Regions from separate parts of the Mus musculus genome. Here region 1 is linked to region 2. Evidence: chromatin contacts called from public Hi-C data. All regions are on one chromosome and are shown on one strand. The core of a region is the stretch at or near the end of the contact, and the rest is flanking DNA. Distances in the headings are between cores, read along the strand shown. Region 1 overlaps Gm36574 (a long non-coding RNA gene). Region 2 overlaps Gm36134 (a long non-coding RNA gene).

The links. A called contact is a pair of places that touch in the nucleus more often than the background predicts.
Region 1: a contact with region 2 is called in a Hi-C map of cerebral cortex, with 2.5 times the contacts expected there. The contact joins two enhancer-like sites. A contact is called at or near these places in 6 of 15 datasets of contacts at CTCF or cohesin (the NIH/3T3 cell line, embryonic stem cells, large pre-B cells and 2 more), 40 of 484 Hi-C or Micro-C datasets (B cells, the BV-2 cell line, CD4 T cells and 27 more), 13 of 115 datasets of contacts at active chromatin or transcription factors (the 230-238 cell line, the NIH/3T3 cell line, SST interneurons and 10 more) and 1 of 9 other capture datasets (embryonic stem cells).

Annotation. Positions count from the first base shown.
Region 1 is chr4:120,367,560-120,370,259 of GRCm38.p6, forward strand. All of the region lies in intron 3 of Gm36574 (a long non-coding RNA gene), which reads right to left. Among named protein-coding and RNA genes, the nearest start is that of Gm36574, 28 kb to the right of the region's middle. Within about 2 kb of position 1,317, at least 72 of the 459 cell types and tissues checked have an H3K27ac peak or open chromatin away from gene starts, as enhancers often do. A contact at or near this core is called in cerebral cortex, cortical neurons and neural progenitor cells, where this site is marked.
Region 2 is chr4:120,241,811-120,244,510 of GRCm38.p6, forward strand. The region is part of intron 1 of Gm36134 (a long non-coding RNA gene); the gene reads right to left. Among named protein-coding and RNA genes, the nearest start is that of Gm36134, 19 kb to the right of the region's middle. Within about 2 kb of position 1,286, at least 67 of the 459 cell types and tissues checked have an H3K27ac peak or open chromatin away from gene starts, as enhancers often do. A contact at or near this core is called in cerebral cortex, cortical neurons and neural progenitor cells, where this site is marked.

The sequences.
Region 1 (2,700 bases), core at 67-2,566, 130 kb after region 2:
TCACAGTTGCACAATGTGGTCCTCTGAGACTCATCTTCAGAGAGCACAGAAGTTCATCTGTGGTTGACAGCAAGCTATGAGTTACTCTACAGAGAGGACAGTAGAGTAGCTAGCACATGGCTGACTGAAGAGAAGCGGCTACTCTTTCCTTTCCCCTCACATCTTTTTCCTCTAGCACTGTTCTCTGAATTTCTTCAGTGGCAACTGTTTCCTTCCTTAGGGTTTGATTTTGGAAGAATCCCAAGGTCAGAGGGTCAGAGGGTTAGCAATGGAACCAAAGAGGGACACCTGCAGGGACACAGAGGGGAGGGCTTCTTTCCTGTTGGCCCATGCAAGCCTTACATGGCTTCCTCTGCAGAGGTAGGTTTGCATCTCCCTAAATAGGTGGTCATTGTGGAAGTTCAGAGAGGAGGACTCTGGCTTCTGCGGCAGCCTGTCATCTGTGCCAAGCCAGATGTCATAAACAGGATGACACAGCACCTATTCCACACCCCCATCCCTCTTAAGTGAGTGAAGCAGAGCCCTGCCTGCCTTCTGCTGCTTGCTGATGGACATAGGGGAGTTTCAAGGACAACTCAGAAGGTTCAAACTAGACAGTGACCTTGGCAGTATCTAGCCCAACTCCCTCCTTCCGCACTCTCCCTTATCTATAAGGAGAAGAAAGCCAGAGGGAGCAAGCACCACCCAAAGTCTCCTGACCCTCACCCCGTGTCCTAAAACTGCCCTGAGACACAGCTCTGCCTAAGAGGAGCTAACAACTCCTCTCCTAGGATTTCCTGAGAATAGCTACAGCTGTGAAGGAAAGAGAGTAAGCCTAAGAAGAGATGTAGGGTGGAGGGAAGGCTGCCAGCTAAGAGAAATGGACAAATCAAGGGATGCTACCCCACACTTTGAGCTCAAGGCCCTCCCTGCTATGGAGCCCTTCCTCAGCAGAGGCCAGCTAGACAGCCACTGTGTCTTTGGCTCCCCAGGTGACCAGGCAAGCACATCTGTCTTCAGCATCTTCATCTATGAGCGAGAATAAGTACTGTCTCATATCTATCCCAAGACATTCACCTTGCCTGTAAGGGCTATAGCCCACAGCAGAACCTGATAGCCATAGTGACAGAGGTGCTCTGTGCCACCAACTCCCTCAGGGCCCAGGGCAGGTGCAGAAAGGGTCTCTAGCTTAGGGTTTTTGCCTCAGTCTCCCATTAGATCCACTCTCTGGATCATCTTTGCCCCTCCATTTCCCCCAAATCTTCTAGCCTCCTTTAGCAGTTGCTCATGGGAGACTGAGCCTAGGAAGGTGCGCCACCTAGGGGCCCTTGGCTTCCACTGTAGCATGAAGGTACAAGGAAGGAAGTAGCAGGCAGGGTTGGCTCCATCTGACTTCTGGGCAGTTAAGAAAATTCAAAACGGGGAAAGTGGAAAATCAGACAGCAACAACACGACATAATCCAGACCAGATCTCAGGCCTTCTGATCTAGCAAGCTCTTCTTTTTGTCTCCGTGTTCCAAGGACATCTGGGTAGAGGGACATTCACCCATTAAAGTAAGAGTAAACGATACTCTTTGGTGGCACAGAAGTCCTTTTAAATCACTGGGAAATGTTCTCTGCTTGTTTCCATGAAGATTTGGAGTGGACTGGAGTAAGCTGTGGGTGGGAAAGGCCTGATGGAAACCGCAGGGGACAAACCAGGGCCTGGCTTCATCAAGGACTTGGCTGTGTGACTCCAGTTGCTGACCAGGAGAAAGTTCCAGAAAAGTAGCAAAGTGGGATCAACTTCCTTCTGTGTTCTGAATAAAATTTGAAAGCAAGCATGTGACTCACTTTCAAGCAACCACTGGGGCCATCTGCCCCTCCCCCACCAGTCTAGGACAAGAGCCAAAGTTCTTGCCTCCCTCCCTCCCCTTCCCTCCTCTCCCCTCCCTGACCTTTATCTTTCCCACCCCCATCCTCCCTTCCCACCCACTGTCCCTCATCTATACCCCCAACTGCTACCGGCCACCTCACCACTCTTCTGGACCCTAGGGGTAGTTTTTGCTTTGGCCTCTGCCTGCAGTACCTTCTGTGCAACCCTCCCTCCGATTGCCTTCAGGGTTTTAATTAAATGTCACCTTCTGGAGAGAGGTCTTCCCTACCTGAAGCTCAGCACCTGCCCGGCTTTCTCAGCCTTAGCATTGTTCTGAATGTACTTTTGTCTCCGTCCTGCCTGCATTCAGTCTGCCCGTTGCTGAGTTCTGAGCACAGAGTAACTCTCATTAAGTGTGTGGATGACTATTCAAGTAGTCATTCTAAAAAGAAAGTAAAAACAGAACGCTGACCTACCCCACAGACTGCCCTTGGAAACTCAGAAAACAGTTAACATGCAAATGCTTCATTTGAGAAACCCCTGCCTTTGAGCATTCACTGGTCCCTTGGGCACTAGGAGACAAGGGAAGGCATGGCAGTGCCCCTCACCCCTGTAGATAATGAAGTGGAAGCATCGCCCGCAGGCTCAAGGGCTGGAGGGGGGCCCACAGCTGGTCCGGGTATTGCTAAGAGCCCAGTCTGTAGGCTCAGCCGCTGCAGAGCCATCTCCTTCCCACGCTGCAGCTTCTGTGGAGTGGGGGACCTGGAAGCACTTACGCCAAAGCACTCTGCTGAAGTATTGTTCTTCGCATAAGCACAGCACTTAAGTGGCCACCCAGTCGGCTTTCAGAGGGCCATCTCAGGGGA
Region 2 (2,700 bases), core at 36-2,535:
CACAGCCAGCATTGAGTCAACACCCTTCCAGACTGATTTCAAAGTAAGGTGTGACTGGAGGGGACATGCTCAGCTCTTCCAAGCATTTTCCCTGAAGTCATCCTACACCTAGATTAAGGGAGTTAACGCTGCACTGTCCCCACACAAAGAGCATCTGTCACAGGGCTCCTCTCTGCCACCAGCCTCCCTGCTCCACCTTCACTACTCTTCTAATATGGCACAGAGGAAGGTAACAAAGGTCCCAGAACCAACTTGGGGCTGCTATCTCACGAGGCCCAAAGAGCTGTCCATCTGTTTGGAATGTGAGAGTTCTCAGCACAAGAGGTAATTCCAAAGGAGTGATGTCCGGTTTGGATACTCAGCCAGGTGTATCAGTAGCCCACATCAACTCAGAACTTCTCGGCCACCAGTCCTGACACCTTGCCCAGACTCCCTTCCATTGGACGAGACATGAAGACCTCGTGTGTATTAAGGATAGCACTGCATTGTAACCACCTCAAAGTCTCTGTACAAGACACTGAAGCCTGAGGCAGGCATAGCACCAAAGGTCTCCTGACTGGTCTCTCCACAGATCACACACTTGTCACAGTTCAGCCCCCAGCCCTGGTCTCTCTGAACAGCCTGCTGCAGGGGCGGTAGCCAAGAAAACCCTCACCCTCGGAGGCAACAGCAAGAACAAGACTGACTAGATGGGCCTGTGTTCGAATTCTGATGCTCTTCTTTTGGCTGCCATTTCTGAAGCTAGTTTCTCTCAGTGTGAAATAGGTATGCTAACACAACCCATGCAGGCTGGGAAGATTCACTGAAGAGTCCCAGCCAGGCGTCAGCATAAAGCGGGCTAGTCTCCTCAGGACCCTTCTCTTGAAAAAAATCTCTTCCTCCTGGGCTTGACTCAAGCCCAGCAACCAAGTCTCTGGCTGGACAGGGTCCTGAACTTGTCATTTTTGCCAAATAGAGGATGGCTGTGATGTGCCCAGAGCTCTGAAAGGGTCCTTGGAACCAATAGTGGGGCACAGCCGAGCAAGCGGGAGGGCTGTTCTTCCACCCATCTGCTCCCAAACCCCTCCCACCAGGGATGGCGCTCCGCCCCTCCCCCAGCTCCCAGCACAGATGGCAGGAAGGAAATGCCAAGGCAGGGACAGGGAGGGGCCACTCAGCCCCCAGCGGCAGCAGCCCCTGCCAAGCTTCCCACAGGAACAAGAAAGGAGCCCCTCCCTCACCCATGGCATTGCCCCTCTGAGAGCCACAGCCCACTGATGCCCTGGTGCCTTGCATCCTGTTGCTATGGTAACCAGGACGGGGCTGACGTGCCGACAGGCAGTCCAGGAGCCGCTGCCACATGCATCACTTGAACTTGATGTGACAGACACTGGCAGGCAGCCTGCACAGGGGTGGAGGGAGGTGGTGCCCCGTGGGCAAAGGGATCCAGACCAGACAGGGGAAAGCTCACATGGAAGCCTGCCAGGCAGGATGTGTTTAGGGTCCTCTGAAACCTGCAAGGCCCTAGAGACCCCACCCATGGCCTGTTGTGGGTCCTCTCCAGCTTCCATTCCCCCACCCTTTGTAACTTGGAGGAATGGGCTGGGTAGGAAAGAAGAAATAAAATAGCACGGGCTTATTTTGTGACTGAAGTATTACACAGATATGGCTATTGTGGATAGCCAGCCTCTGTCCTGGCTTCCGCTCCTTCCTGCCATCTGCCAGCCCTCACTTTCTGTTCTGCAGAATGGGGCTATAATGCTGTCTTTGCCGTTGGATTCGACTGTCCACTCACTTGTGTAATAAAAATTCCCCAGGCTGGTGATGAGGCTCAGTTAATATAATGCATACCTAGCATGTGCAGAGCTTGGTATCACATATGCCAGACATGGTGGTGTATGATCGTAATTCCGAATTGCTGAGATAGAGGCAGGAAGATCAGGAGCTCGGGTCATCCCTGACTATGTAATGAATTAGCCTGGGTTACATGAAATCTTGTCTCAAAAAAAATTAATATTATTTATTATTATTTTGTTACCTAAGCCCTTTTTTCACAAGTATTATGTTAGGTGCTAGAGACACAGTGAGCAAGACTGACCTGTTTCCTACCCTCCTTGAGCTGATATTCTAATGGGAGGGGCAGACTCTAAGCAAAGATGACAGGATCTGGTGACACTGGGACAATAGAGAGACCAGGAGTTAGAACATCTGGACAGAGGCTGAAGTTAGGAAAGATGCTGAGACCGCAGCATCTCAACTTCAAACTCACTGAAGAGCTGGAGACTCTTGGAGTCAGGTTCCCAGGTAAAAGATAACTGTGCTGAGGAGGGAGGAAGTGGGGAGGCGAAGCACCTCTGCAGGGGAGAGCACCATGGTGGGGGGCTGCCCAGCACCACATGGCCCCACTGCTTCATTCACAGTATGACAAGAAGCTAAGAACAGAGGCAATGTGGTCTGACCTCCATTGCACGCTGTTTGCACCGGAGACTGCACCCAGAGACAGGCTGGAGGCTGTTGAGTAGAGGCCAGGGGCAGAGCAAGGATGAATGTGGTGTGAGTCTGGGGGCAAGTGAACGAGACAGAGGGAAGGAATCAGATTCAAAGATCATTCATGGAGCTAGAATCACTTGGGCTCACGCATGGTCTAGATGTGGGGACAAGGGAAAAGTGAGTGACCTTGAGTCTCTGGGTTTCGTATGAGGTAAGGTATTGGGGTTGCCT